2 separate regions of the Hordeum vulgare genome follow, and region 1 is linked to region 2. Evidence: chromatin contacts called from public Hi-C data. All regions are on one chromosome and are shown on one strand. The core of a region is the stretch at or near the end of the contact, and the rest is flanking DNA. Distances in the headings are between cores, read along the strand shown.

Evidence for each region. Hi-C and Micro-C count contacts between places; a contact is called where the count stands out from the background.
Region 1: a contact with region 2 is called in a Hi-C map of leaf, with 5 times the contacts expected there. The contact joins the enhancer-like site here to the promoter of LOC123449265 in region 2. A contact is called at or near these places in 3 of 6 Hi-C or Micro-C datasets (leaf and seedling).

Annotation. Positions count from the first base shown.
Region 1 is chr4H:525,214,289-525,221,626 of MorexV3_pseudomolecules_assembly, reverse strand. No RefSeq gene overlaps it. Among protein-coding and RNA genes, the nearest start is that of LOC123449265, 68 kb to the right of the region's middle. Within about 2 kb of position 4,191, at least 3 of the 3 cell types and tissues checked have open chromatin away from gene starts, as enhancers often do. A contact at or near this core is called in leaf and seedling, where this site is marked.
Region 2 is chr4H:525,145,023-525,151,957 of MorexV3_pseudomolecules_assembly, reverse strand. It overlaps LOC123449265 (heat stress transcription factor A-9-like), which reads left to right and starts at 2,346. Exons shown (of 2, transcript XM_045126412.1): 1 at 2,346-2,630; 2 at 4,067-4,924. The coding sequence starts at 2,346. The coding sequence ends at 4,924. It overlaps TRNAG-CCC (a tRNA gene), which reads left to right and starts at 6,931; the gene lies at 6,931-6,935. It also overlaps the pseudogene LOC123450689.

The DNA.
Region 1 (7,338 bases), core at 2,942-5,441, 68 kb before region 2:
TCGTGCCGCACCCGACGTGTTAAGTGTAGTCTGCTGTCATAAAATGTGACCTGTCCTTGTCCCATTTTATGTGTTGGGACTGGCTGCTGGTTAGATGGTATATCATTCGTGCTTATGTTGTCGCTATCCCTTTTCACGTCGTGCTACTAACCAGGGCGTTTCGGTGTGCTTTTGACAAGACCTAGGCTCGAACTTGTAATGTTCATATTGGCACATAATGTTCATGTGCCCCCATTGGTCTCATTGGTTTACTACTTTACTTTATCTTGATTTGATCAATTGTAGCAATACATCATATGTAAGATGCTATACTTCATACAACATATCATCGCACACACACACATGCTCACATTTCTGTGCTTATGTGGAACGGAGAATCTGGAATAGGTTGCACATGCTTGAATATCTGGGGTAGAATTGTTTGCTTTGTCAGTTTGTGCCCTTGGCTCTTTTACCATAAAATTTGTAAGGTCCCTTATGTTTGATTTAGTGTATAAACTATTTGAGACATGCCCTGCATGCATGATTACTCAGTATATTTATGTCCATCTGATGTTATGTTCTTGAATCATTGACATCATTTACGAGTTGATGTTAAAAACACACATTGTTGTGCATCAATTTTTTTCTTTGTCATGCCTTGTTCCATTTTTCAGAATTTATAGAATACAAATTTATACTTTATATTCAGACGGATTTTATGTGTGTTGGTGGAGACGTGCGTTGCACGTGCTCAATTACTCTCAGGTAAACAAGGGCAATCTAGAGGGAGGCAGTTAATCTACTGAAGAAGACTCAAAACGTGTTGCTGGGAATAAAGACAAAAATCTACAAACGGTAAGATCTACACTATCTTATTTGTTAAATTTTGTTGTTTTAAAGATTGCTTATTTTTTTAGGAGAAAGAAAATATATATTTGAATTTACAGTCTTATGTAAGAAATTTGCTCCATATTGATGTTGTCTTTTCTCTATTATGTTCATTTTGTATATTACAATTTTGTGACCATATATGATGGAAAAATACCCGACTTGACTGCCCTTGTTGTGAAACCACTGGAAAGAATTGAACATGTTTTCAGATCCATTCAATCAATTTGCTGGTTCCTTGAGTACACCCTGCTTTGGAGGGATCTTTAGTCCATGAGTTATTACCTTCATTTGGACAGTTTACCAGTAAATAACTTTCTATAGTTAACATTTAATCCCCTTGTTCACACAGCAGCTGTAGATCTCGACAGCATCAGAGAAGCTCATTGAGTGTCAGGAGACAATCCTAAGCCTAGGAAAGAAACTAAAAGCACTTGCATCGCCAAAGGATGCCACCTTGGTCCTTCCAGAGCGAAAACCTCGGTCTCAGTCACTGAATGAGATGCTAGCCGTCGATGACGAGGGATTTGATGACCTCAGCTCCCCGAAGACCAAGGAGATTATATGCTTAGAAATAAGGCCACCACATGAAAGAAGATTTTCTGCCGACGAGGGAGGTGATGATTCAGTATCGTATTATTCTCACCCCACACCAGTGGTTCCATCCGCCAAACCTTACGATGTGAGAGAAAGTTGCAAGAAAAAGAAGCTGCTGCCAAGGCCGTATCACTGGCCGTTGTCCCAAGCAAGCAGAAGGGGAACCCCAACTTGCTCAAGAGGATCCTGACAGGAAGGAGAAGGGATGCCATAATAAAACCAAAGGTGGTCCTGAGTGCTTAGCTAACAGAGATAAGGGTAACTCTATCCATGATAAATTCCATTTCCATGTGTAAATTAAGCGTGTATCGGTTGCTTGTTGAGGTGTGTTCTTGTCAGGTCTAGGAAGAACGATGGAGTGTAGATGACGTATATGTATTACAGTATTATTAGTGTGATTTCTAGCGTTGTGGCCATCATTACCCTGTTGCTTAGGTCTATGAACTTGCATTTGCAGCTTGCTATTATGTGCATCCTTTGAGGAAGGATTCTTGTTCTGAATGTCTTGACACCGACAAGGTTGTTGTCTCCTGTGTGAAGATGTGCAGTTGTGTATGTGTAAGATTTACTGTGGTATCTTTTTTTTCTTGCAAGATCCTAACCGTTTATCCATTTGCTACATAGATTCGCTTACTGATTTTCAGTTGGAATTATTGTTGTAAATAATATATTTATGTTGCGGTTTGTTATTCTATATTCATGATATTTATATAGATCTGATTTATTCCTTTATAGCATAAATGGACTTGAATTATAATGTAATTAATGAATAGGCACATTATACTTTAATTTGTTGAGATTTCAAATGAGGTTGCCGGAATCAGAATGAAACTCTCATATGGCTGACATAGCTTTTATGTTTTATTTTTAGATGAAATTTCTATATTTACTTACCTTAAGATATATTTGATTTTATTTTTATGTGTTGAGACAAGGAGCAAGCAAACTGTTGATTTTGCGAAGAACAATTGTCACTAAATTATTGATTTTGATCAAAAACAACATGTAGCCTGGAAACAAGAAAGATATTCTATGCGCTAAATGATGCAGGAAAACATGATTCAGCCTGGAGGTGGTGTTTCGGTCAACATTGGCGATGGTCTTAGCAGCTAAATAGTGGCGAACAATAGCTGTCATAATATTGTGAAAATATATTCTGATTAATTCTACCTTGTATATACGATTTGTAGATGCCTATGAATTATAATACATATTTTATTGGCTAAGAAAGGAAGAAATGTTACGGATGTTTATTAAGATTCTTGATTTGTGAATGCTAGTGACGGATTTGATATCAATATGCTTTAGGAAAGTTGATTTGTGAATGCTGGTGACGGATTTGATATCAATATGCTTTAGGAAAGTCAGTACATATCTAGTCAAGATTTAAATTTCGTAGAGTATATGGAATGTTTGCTAAATCCTTGCTTGTGCAAGAGACTATATGTAAACTTAAAATGTAAGCTTCATATATTTAAATATTGTTTATTCATTAAATTTCAATAAAACGTGTGTTACACGTGCAAGCTTAATACAACCTGATGAATGAGGAAATTCATTCGATTAACGCACGTGCACTGTTACCAGTTCAGAATAAATATCCGCATCATCAGTTTATCACGGTGCGGAAGGAGACCGGATCGAACCTGGTCCAGCAAATCGAACGGATCAGATCTCATTCATCCGCAGCGGCGGTTTGTTGGCTTTGCCGGAACGCCCCGTGCCGTGTGGCCGCCGACGCCCACCGCTCATCACGTCGGCGTCATCGCTTCCTGGCCAGTTTTGGTTGATGAAATAAAACTGTTGGCGCTCCCTCCCATATTATCGCGAAGGGGAAGCAAATGCGCAGTGTTTCGGTCGAGAAGGCTTTTTCAAGCACAGCACAGGGGCTGCGGTATTCTCATCAGGCAGGCTGGCTGTGGCTCACCTTGTGCATGTGGGGTGGGGTCTCCTTGTCAAGGCCCGGTCCGGTCTTGGTGTCTGGTTGGACGGACGGACGTACGGCTGAACTGCCAAAAATTAATGGATCGTGATGGGTGGAAATTTTGTCCAAGGTCCGGCCATCTTGGCCCTAATAATGTGTCTGCGGGTGCCGTGAAAACTGCACTGCAAAGAGAACATTTTGAGAATTACGGCCAACCTAACCAGCTACTAGCTCGGTCATCACTCATCAGTCGTTGTCTACTGGAAGTTCGGTCGGGATTTTTTTCTCCTCAGGTACTGTACCTCTGTGTGAGATTCGTATCCTGGAGTAGTGCATGTTGCCTGGATCACTGGATGCCTCCGGCTCTAGTGTTCTTAAATGCCTTGTTTGCTGTGCATCAGTGCATGTGATCCGACGGTGACCCGCCCTTCGTGCTGCACGGCCGGGAAGAGAGCCCGCACGGAACGGCTTTCGTACGCTGCCGCAAGGGGGCGCCACGCCATACGGCATGCGCATGGACATGATCGCATGACATGGGCCAAATCTAACAATTCGTGCTTCACACAGAATTTCCTGCCACTTTTTTTGTTTTTGGCCGCCTAGTTAGCTACGGTTCGTCCGTCTGGGCATTTTCAGTGGTACTCTACCTATGAAGATGACGGCCTCCTCTTCATGATTGATCTCTACCTGCAAAGAAAGCCAGAAACAGCACAACCGATTGTTGGACCGGACAGGGACTCCTCCTTGAATCGGTTTCTTCTGCGAAAGATTCCGTGTGGATTCCTGTTCACCACAGATGGAGCCGTGGAGCTGTGCTCGGTAGGTAGGCGGTTCCTTGTCTCCTTTCTGCTGTAGTTTAAACGGAAATGATTAGGGTGTTTTATAATTTATTACCAGTCACAATACATGATGTCCCTTTCCAAGTACTACTATACGGAAAAGCCTTCACTGGTAAGTACTATCCTCGGTATAATCATAGCCTAATAGACATGAAGCTAAATACATTCAGGCTTGCGTGCAAGTCGAAATAAATCGCCGTCCATATCATCTTACTTAATTTTTTGACAAAACAAAGAGGCTCGCACTTGGCATAGCAATTGGTTTGAGCTTCACTAGACACGCAGCTTTGCTACACAGTGTGAGAGAAGCCATTGCTTGGACCGGCGATGGAGCCGAACACGCCCGACTCCTAAACCGATGCAAAAGCAAAAGCTCAACAAGCAACGAACCATGTCCCGATTCTATCAAGGCTGAATAATTTAACCTCCTACCATCACTGACCAGATAGAGATGGTATTATAGTTTATCTTGGGATGCCAGGGAAGATGGATGCTTGATCTTGGCAACAATCAGTGAACCTGCTACGTACCGCGATAGCAATGTTTTTTGCTCCCTCATCGGGTTTGATATTTTTCCAACGATTGTTCTAAACAAAAAGAGTACAATTTTGTCTATCGTGGGAACATGGGGGACATAGCTGTGCTGCCGGGGGTCCATACAAGAACTTCTCTGCATCTCGCGGTTTGCGTGAAAAGCTCAGATATTTGGAGTGAAAATCACACGTAAGAATAAGATAGCGAATTGGACTATCATCAGATGATTCAGTCACCAGGCAAACGCACGTGTTTATTGGGCCATGTCTCGCTGCGCTGCAATTTACAGCGGCATCTCAAACCAACGGATGACATGGAAAACAACAGCTAAAACATTTTCCCATCTTGTGTGCATCTCTGTAATTACCCGGCAGTCATGTAGGAGGAGTACATGGCTACCTCATTCTTTGCGGGGCTGTATTATGGACAGAGCTCTAGCTGGAAAAAAATGATTAATTTTAGATGAAAAGGGTTTCCCTGGTTTTCATTAAGAAAATCAGAAACATGGAGACCTGAAAAATATACTAGTAATGTAAATTAGTTGGCAGGCTATTGATGTCCGACGGCGATGCGTAATATGCTTGCGTATGTTTTCCAGGAGTTTTATCCTATGAGCACCGAGATCACGAAAGTTCATTTTGGCATTGTACGACGGTTTCGTTTGACTACGACGATAAAATTATATGACCAAACATCCTTAATCATAAGTTTGCATAGATTTCTCTCCCGGAAAGTGATCTTAACACCTGACCAAAATATTCTACACTTTTCTTGATTGCAGTTAGGATATCCAAGTAAGTTGACAAAATATGCTAAAAGTATCAGCATTTCTTGAGCATGGATGGCATGCAGGGAAAAAGTCAAGAGTTAGACATAACATGAATTACCGATTCGTCACACTATACGACGATGATAACCTACATAAAATGATGATAATTGTTTCTTTATATTTCTTTATGAATATGATTAACATGAACGGCGTGTGCATCAAACTCGTCGATAATATGTGGAGCCCTTCCTTAACATAAGAGAAACGAAAAGAGGTGAGTTTGGCAGTTTTATGGTAACTCGTGACGGAGACACATCTTTATGAAAAAAATTGATGACCTAGATATAAAATTATACAATATATGGCTCACCGAGAGTGGGCAGACCATTTTTATCTCCTCTTTGTCAAAACAAAAATGATGGGGGGTTTTATCAAACGGCTAGCGATGTTATAGATGTGATTTTTTGAGACACCCTTAGGAACTACAAGTATATTATAACCACCTTTAGCTTTTTGATGCCGTCCCTAGTGCGATCCGTGTGTATTGACATGACGTTTTCATAGAAGAAACCACCTAAAAACATACTGTGTTTGATTTAGGCCTTCTTTTTCTACCATTCGTACTAATCTTCAGGACATACATGAGTAGTATTTCCTCCGTTTTAAAATATAAGATGTTATTATATCCAATATGAGAGTATATTGAGTGTAATAACGTCTTATATTATTGAACAAAAGGAGTACTATTTTAGACAGTCGAACGTAATCTGATACGGATTCACAATAAACTTATTTGAAACTCTGGATACATATATTCACACTAGTTTGCAGCACCTTTCACACCAGATATGGACATATGGTGTCACTTGGCAGGCGAGCTTTGGTTTGTTAATTAGGTCCCCGTGTCAGTGGAAGAAGATCAGTTAAGATGCAGCAGATGGGGTACCCGTCCATCATGCGGGCGGGCCCGCATGCAGTGATTTCGTGTCCGGCCGAGCCAGACCAAGGGTGGCGCCTCTGCGTCAGCTTCCATCAAGCGAGGGATAAGGGAAGGAATCAGACAAGCGAAAGCATCATCATGCACGACGAGAAAGTTTCAGCTGATAATGGATCATATATATTGATTAAATCTCGAAAGATCTCGAGATTCCTTCCTTCCAAGCGAACGCTAGGGCACCAAAGTCGTCTAAATATTCGACGGCGATTCATAGTAGCAACGGGCGGCTAGACTTGGCTACTCATTCCTTTCGGCCGCAGATGGTCAGCAAACATGCAACGCCCTCTGAGCTTTTCTTGTTAGTGAGATTCAGATTCTCGTGTACAAGTCCTAGTGCCTTGCCGACTGTTGCAACCATCAGCAATTTGAATTTGTGCGTGGGCAAACTGACCCCGCCCACAAAACCGGAGTAAAAACTGATTGATTCAGAGGTAAAGTGCTGCTTCGAAATTCATCTCATCTGCATCCTGTGAAGCAGCAGAGTTCTCAGGCAGGCTGCAAAAGGTTAATTAACTGTCCATCTGGATCCACTGACACATCGTACAGGTCTCTTAAAAACACAACAACGAGATAACATTATTAATTTTGTAGCCACGTACCGGTCGATGATCAAGTTGCATGAATATAATGCTCTCTATCCGGACGGTACGAGGCCCAGGATTGTTTAGGGAGGCTGCATGTGCCGTGCATGTTCACCAGGACGAGGGCAGCCAAAGAAGATGAGCTCCAAGGAATCTTTGCTTAGGGACTAATCTATCTTTCAACTTTTGAGTGGGGATTAATCTAGGGTATATCTTAACATCTTGTT
Region 2 (6,935 bases), core at 1,097-3,596:
ATGGAGGAGCTACAATGGAGCGCTCGTCGTCCGCGAAGGAGCAGCAATGGAGCGCTCGTCGCCCATAGAGGAGCTGCAATGGAGCGCTCGTTGCCGGCGGCAGAGCTGCAATGGGGCTCTCTGATGCAGCACTCATATGAGGCGTCCCGGTGCTGCATCGACGACGTCGTTACCACGACCGGCGGCGATGGTGCAGAAGCGAGCTCCCATGCCCGGTGGCGGTGTACTGCAGGGGTGGTGCTGCCGCGAGCGCGATGCAAGGTGAGGAACAACAATGGGCTGAGCCTGGTGCTGCCAGCGAGCGCGACAAGGTGGCTGTGAACGAATTGTTGTGTTGGCTGCAAGGCAAGGAAGACGAGGCCACATCGACGTTGTATTGCGTGAGAACGATGTGTCTAACTTAACTTAATCCAACGTTTGTGGGGCATTCGATCGGATGATTGGGGACCCGACTGATTTCCCTACGTCGGATGATTGGTAGCAGACCCCTAAAAAAACCCTCCTCCCATTCAAAGTCGTCTTCAAGTACCTTTTGATTCTTTATCGAGGGTTCTATGATAGAGGGGGGGGGGGGGGGGGGGGGGCGATGAAGGGGGGGGGGGGGATGAGTATTAGACGCTCGGTGAGCCGATTGATTTTTCTGCGAGAATCAGTCTTTCTCTTTTTTGAGTTGAGGAGGTGTTTGTTTACAGTGACTTTGGTGTAGGGACTAAAAGTAGTCTCATCTAAACCAAACATGAAGGATTTTTAGGGACTAAAAGTGGACATTTGGGACTAAATAAAGAAGTCCCAAAGGAAGAGTCTTTTTAAGACTCTTTTCAACAGTGTCCCTCCTTTTAGAATGTCATTTAATAACCTCTAGCATACCTGGCCAAACGGGCCGGGCTAAACAGGCCAGCCCGCGAGCCCGCCGACATGGCCCGCCATGGGCCACGCACAACACGATTTGAACGGGTCATGCCTGGGCCTGGAGGCTGGGCACGACACGATCCTTTTTTATACATATTTTTAGATATTTTTAATATATATATATATACATATATATACATAATATATGTTCCAATAAGCCTAACAATAAGCCCATGAGGCTAAAATTATGCAGCCCAGCGTGCTAATCGGACCAACAAGCCGGCTCGTTTAGTAACGGGGCCGTGCCTGGGTTTGGAGGCACAACCCACTGGCTGGCACGTCACGACCCGATTAATAAACGTGCATCGGCGGGCCTTGTCGGACCAGACACGTTTAGCACGGGGCGTGCCGTGCCGGGCCAGCGTTTGGCCAGGTATGACCTCTAGTCCATTTATAGGGGGAACATGGTCTTTTAATATATTATTTAATAACCTGAAGTTTATATTTAATCCCTGGAACCAAACAGATAGTGACTAGAATTTATTTAGTTATGATTAAAAAAACCTATGACTTTTTAAAACAAACATGACCTGAATCTGTCGTAATCATTCGGTTGACGCCTAGTTTCCTGCAAATGTTATTCGGCCGGTCCAAGCCTCTATGTCGAACAGGCCCATCTAACGTTGGACTAGACTGGACTGAACGAGCTCCTGGTCCTTGCGTGTGGAAACGAGTTTGACAGTGTAATTCCAGTCCAGTCTAACTCCAAGCCCAAGGACAGCAATGACGTCGGCGACTTGCCCCTGCATGACCGCGACACCCGTACTTGCCATCTGGCCCGTCGTTCCAGGGCCACATATCAGTCTCTCCGTGTGAATTCCTCCTTCGTCCTTTTCTTTAAGAGTTGTTCGAACGGAGCGCTGCTTCCCAGCTCCCACCGGCCCCGCCCATGCCATCGAGCGGGACGCGACGCAACCAAACTGGCTCCTCCGCCCCACAGCAAAAAAGAAGAAGCGCAAAATGCGGAAAACTCTCGCCGCACATGAAATCGTCACGCCTTACGCGTAACTCTCGCACGCCGACACGTGGGTCCCGACGCACTCAGGCCCACAAGTCATCGTCGAATAAAAACACGAGGGCGCAGCTGTAAGTCGAAAACACGTACGTGCTTTTCTTTTCTGCGTTATTTTTTTATTCTAAAGCAATTTCCGGGCACGCGCCTTGCGTGGTCTGACGCACGCACAAATATCACCTACCCTACCACACATTTTTTTTTTCCTCTCGTTTTGAACTCCATAGATTTCTTCCTTTCTTTCTTAATCCTGAAGGAAGGCAGCCCAAGCACAGGCAGGAACAAGTCGCAGCCCCCCAAATCCGACCCAACGCGCACAAAAATTCAACCAAAATCATCCGAAATCCCCACTCCGATAGGCCTCCCTCCTCCCGTCTCGCCTCACGTCGCCGCCTCAATCTCCAAGGAAGCTAGGGTTTCCGCCATGGGCTCAAGCAAAGGCTCGCCCCCGCCCTCCGCCGCGGGCCCCTCTTCGGCCGGGGCCGCGCCGGCGCCGGTGGGGGCGGTGCCGAAGCCGCCGGAGGTGGCGCCGTTCCTCACCAAGGTCTACGACATGGTCTCGGACGCGGCCACCGACAGGGTCATGTCGTGGTCCGACGCCGGCAACAGCTTCGTGATCTGGGACGCGCACGCCTTCGAGCGCGACCTGCTCCGCCACCACTTCAAGCACAACAACTTCAGCAGCTTCATACGCCAGCTCAACACCTATGTGAGATCCCCTCGCTCGCCCTCCTCGCCCCTTTCCGATGATTTTGAGTTGAATTGGGTGCTATTGCTATCGCGGAGCATGTTTCCTTTATTGTAAATATATACTCCCTCCGTTCCTAAATATAAGTCTTTTTAGACATTTCAATAGAAAACTACATACGGATGTATATAGACATATTTTAATGTGTAGGTTCACTCATTTTATTACGTATGTAGTCCCCTGTTGAAATGTCTAAAAAGACTTATATTTAGGAACGGAGGGAGTATATTCGTAATGTGCTGTTGCGGCTAGCTGAGGATTTTGTCAGCAGTTGACTCTCTGGGGTAGCTTCCGATGTAAATTGGACAAACCTGTTTGAACGCGTCATCATTTTCTCTCGATGCCTGTTTGTTACAGGCTGTTCCTATGTTCAATTTCGTGCTTGTTGTGACAATACATTTTGAATTGGAGTAATATGGGGACTTAACGATCCGGGCTAAAACAGCTGTGCCAAATCTGTCCATGCTTTGGTATTCACTAGTCAAAATGCTTTTAGCAGCCTTCTTTATATATATGAAATACAGTTGTGCTTGTGACCAATGGAATTTTGTGGATCTGATCAAAATAACTATCTGCTGAACCTGCCTCTAGTGCTATTGGTATGGAATGCATGCTGTCGAAACTCCTTTCTGTATTTTGGATTCTATATATTTGGCATCTACGGAACTTTATTTATATAGTATTATAAGAGAAAGAAGCTACTTCATGTAGTGTCTTCGCTTCATGCTTAACGTAAATAGTATCCTGACTGTGGTGTTTCTGAATGAAATCAAATAAATGTTTGGTTTGCATTGACATAATATCATTGGCTGACAGCTAATCTTCTGTGTGAGCATTTCTTTTATGCTGATTGGAACTTTGTTTTACATACCCAAAGGTATTTGATGAATGATGTTGTGCTTTTGAGGAGTGCCTATCAGTATCCAGTGGCTGGAGCCAGATTCTTGCAGCCAGGGATTCAATACTTACCAGCTTTTCCTTCCAATTTTTATACCGATTCTTTCATGTCCATTTGCTGAGTACAAGAGCAGACTGATTTTTTGTCACTGGATTGTATACCTGCTCTTAAAGATTTTGTATGGACCACATGAATTGCTGCTCTTGGCTCCATATATACTTTTGGTAAAACTTCCTCATGAAGCATGTACTCCCTCTGTACCTAAACAATTGTAGTTGGGGAAAACTAGTCTAGTTCTGCCCAACTACAATTATTTAGGTACAGAGGGAGTAACTTTCAACACTGCAATGAAATCAGTGGAAGCATCACATGATCTGCTATCTTCAGAAAACCTTGCATAAATAGCGCTGTTGTATGTTTTGGATGCACTCTATCTTCTCTATCTTCGGTTTTATGCATTTATTTGGTCAACTTATCCATGCTTCTTCTTGCTATCTAGGGATTTCGTAAAGTTGACCCTGATAGATGGGAGTGGGCCAATGAGGGGTTTCTTAGGGGCCAAAAGCATCTTCTGAAAATCATTAAGAGAAAGAAGAGACCTCAGGAAGCAAGTCGTGAGTTGGAGAAGGCACCTGTCAAAGCTTCACCTGGTACTGAAAATATTGAAATAGGAAGATATGGCGGGCTTGTAAAGGAGGTGGAAACCCTTAAGAGGGATAAAGCTCTTCTAATGCAGCAGCTTGTGGATCTCAGGCACTACCAGCAAAGCTCTAACCTTGAAGTCCAGAGTTTGATTCAACGCCTTCAACTAATGGAACAGAACCAGAAGCAGATGATGGCACTTCTAGCAATCGTTGTCCAGAACCCTAGTCTTCTCAACCAGCTTGTGCAGCAGCAGCAGCAGCAGCGCAGGAACAGCTGGCGTTATGAGGATGGAAACAAGAAAAGGAGGTTCCCTGCTCTAGAGCAGGGTCCTGTAACTGATCAGGAGACTTCTGGCGCAGGGGCCGAAATTATTCAGTATCGCCCCCCTGTCCCTGAAACCTCTAGCCAAGTAATAGCAGATGAAGCATATTTGTCGGCCACCGCAGAACCAATCTCAAGTCCTCCACTTAACATGCCCATGGACATCGACACTGAAACGACCTCAGACAACCTCAACACACAAGGTTCATCCGGGGACATTTTTGCTGACATGCCTGCTCTACCAGACTTTGATGACATGCAACTGTGGTTTGGCGAAGACGGGGAACTTACTTTAACTATTCAAGATTATGATGAATCTCCACAGTCAGAGCAGGACTGTCAGATGGAAGCACAGCATAACCACAATAACCCTCAATATGGTATTCCCTAGTTTGTTGTATGCCGAATGTTTCTTTTGTTCTTTTTCTGCAAAGCATGCAGAGACTGTATTCTATGTAGCTGCTAATTTTGTATGCACAATGACACGCTATGCACTTCAGGTGCACAAGTGGAGTTCAGATTAGTAGGATTTTGCAAAGTTTATAGAGAGAATTCCTTATTTGGCCCTTTCTTAAATTCTTCTTCCCTATTTGGCCCTAAATATTATTTTTTTCCCTATTTGACATCTAAACTTCATTTCCTTCCTAATATGGCCCTGTAGTGCAATCTGAACACTAACGGTGTTAAATGTGGTTGTAAAATGACTCTTTTGCCCTTGATGAATTGTGGGAACAAAAGTTACTCTCTAGTGTGTGTGACATATTTAAGCCAATAAAAACGTACCAGTAGTTCCATTTTGGATGCTTTCAACGGTTATTGAGCTACTGGTACGTTTTTATTGGCTTAAATATGTCACACACACTAGAGAGTAACTTTTGTTCCCACAATTCATCAAGGGCAAAAGAGTCATTTTACAACCACATTTAACACCGTTAGTGTTCAGATTGCACTACAGGGCCATATTAGGAAGGAAATGAAGTTTAGATGTCAAATAGGGAAAAAAATAATATTTAGGGCCAAATAGGGAAGAAGAATTTAAGAAAGGGCCAAATAAGGAATTCTCTCAAAAACCCATGCTATTTCCTTCTTCTGTCAAGGAAATGATTTTTTTTCCGTCTAGGAGTATTTATTATGTTACTATATGGCGTTCTGTTACCATCTCAGCGATTCTATACAAATCTGACTCACTTTCTTATTTCAGCTGATGTCATAACTGAAGCATAGGTGGTGGTCTAGGAACACATTATGTGGCAAGATTACATTAGGTTCGCGTGGGTCCATAAAAGATCACCATTATGTTTTATTTACTGAAAGTTACTTCATATTTGCTGAACAGAACAAAATGCAGCTGTGTACTTTAGCAGTAACAAATGTCATCAAAATTTAATCATGTTCAATTTGATATTCTTTGTCAACAAGCACAAAACAAGATGCATGCAGGAAATAGTAGGCGGCAGCATTTAGATGTTTTACGCAAGCATATTCGCCAGATATTCAAATAACATATTGGCGATAGCACTTGAACATGATTCCTTTGTGATAGTATTAGGTTACTGCCCTTTCAGAATTTAGAGTCAGCATTTTATGCCGGCATCTCTTGGTCCTATTGGCATTCACATATTTGTGACCTAGTTTTTTGAAAATCTGTTTGGTTGTAGGAGCTAAGGTCCAGTTTGATGCTGACTAATTTTACAAAGATTAGTCGGAAGCATTCATTCTGTTGTATGGCTTTATGAATGTTCTTCTACTGATTCAGTTGCCTTTTATTCAGCTTCCAGGTGATCAAGATGCGTGAGGTGGGCGCCATTGGCAGCGAAAACGGCATCTGTGCTTAGGTCATAGTGTCGTATAGCAATGTTCGAAAGACATTAACTGTCGTTGACAATACATGATTCTTTTGTTGTTTTTCGGGCATAGGACAGGGATTTTTTGCGCTACCCTACTCTCCGTATAATCTGTTGTCCTTACAGTAGAATAGCCAACATCATGAGATTGACTTGGTGTATATACTGTTGTGCTTTGTAAATGTCAACCTGTTCTTCCAGCGAAAACGTAATGTTCCATTGACATTTATGAAGTGTTTCTCAGTACGCGTTGTATTTTATGTACGCGCAGTGTGCATCGACGGGAGGCTATTGCACGAACCATGCACACGCATTCCCGTTTTCGCTACCGGACCTGAACAATTGCATATACACTGCGATCATTGTCAACATAAGAACAGGATTTTGTCGGATATGAACAATTTATGTACATTGCGAGCATTTCGTCAACATAAGAACCGTATTTGTTCTAGACATAAACAATTTACTCTAGAGCTTCTTGTTGCGTATATCTTTGTGGCAGCACGTTAAGTTACGTGTGTTTTAAGGTTACAGGAGGCAAGTTATCATAAAAGCGCA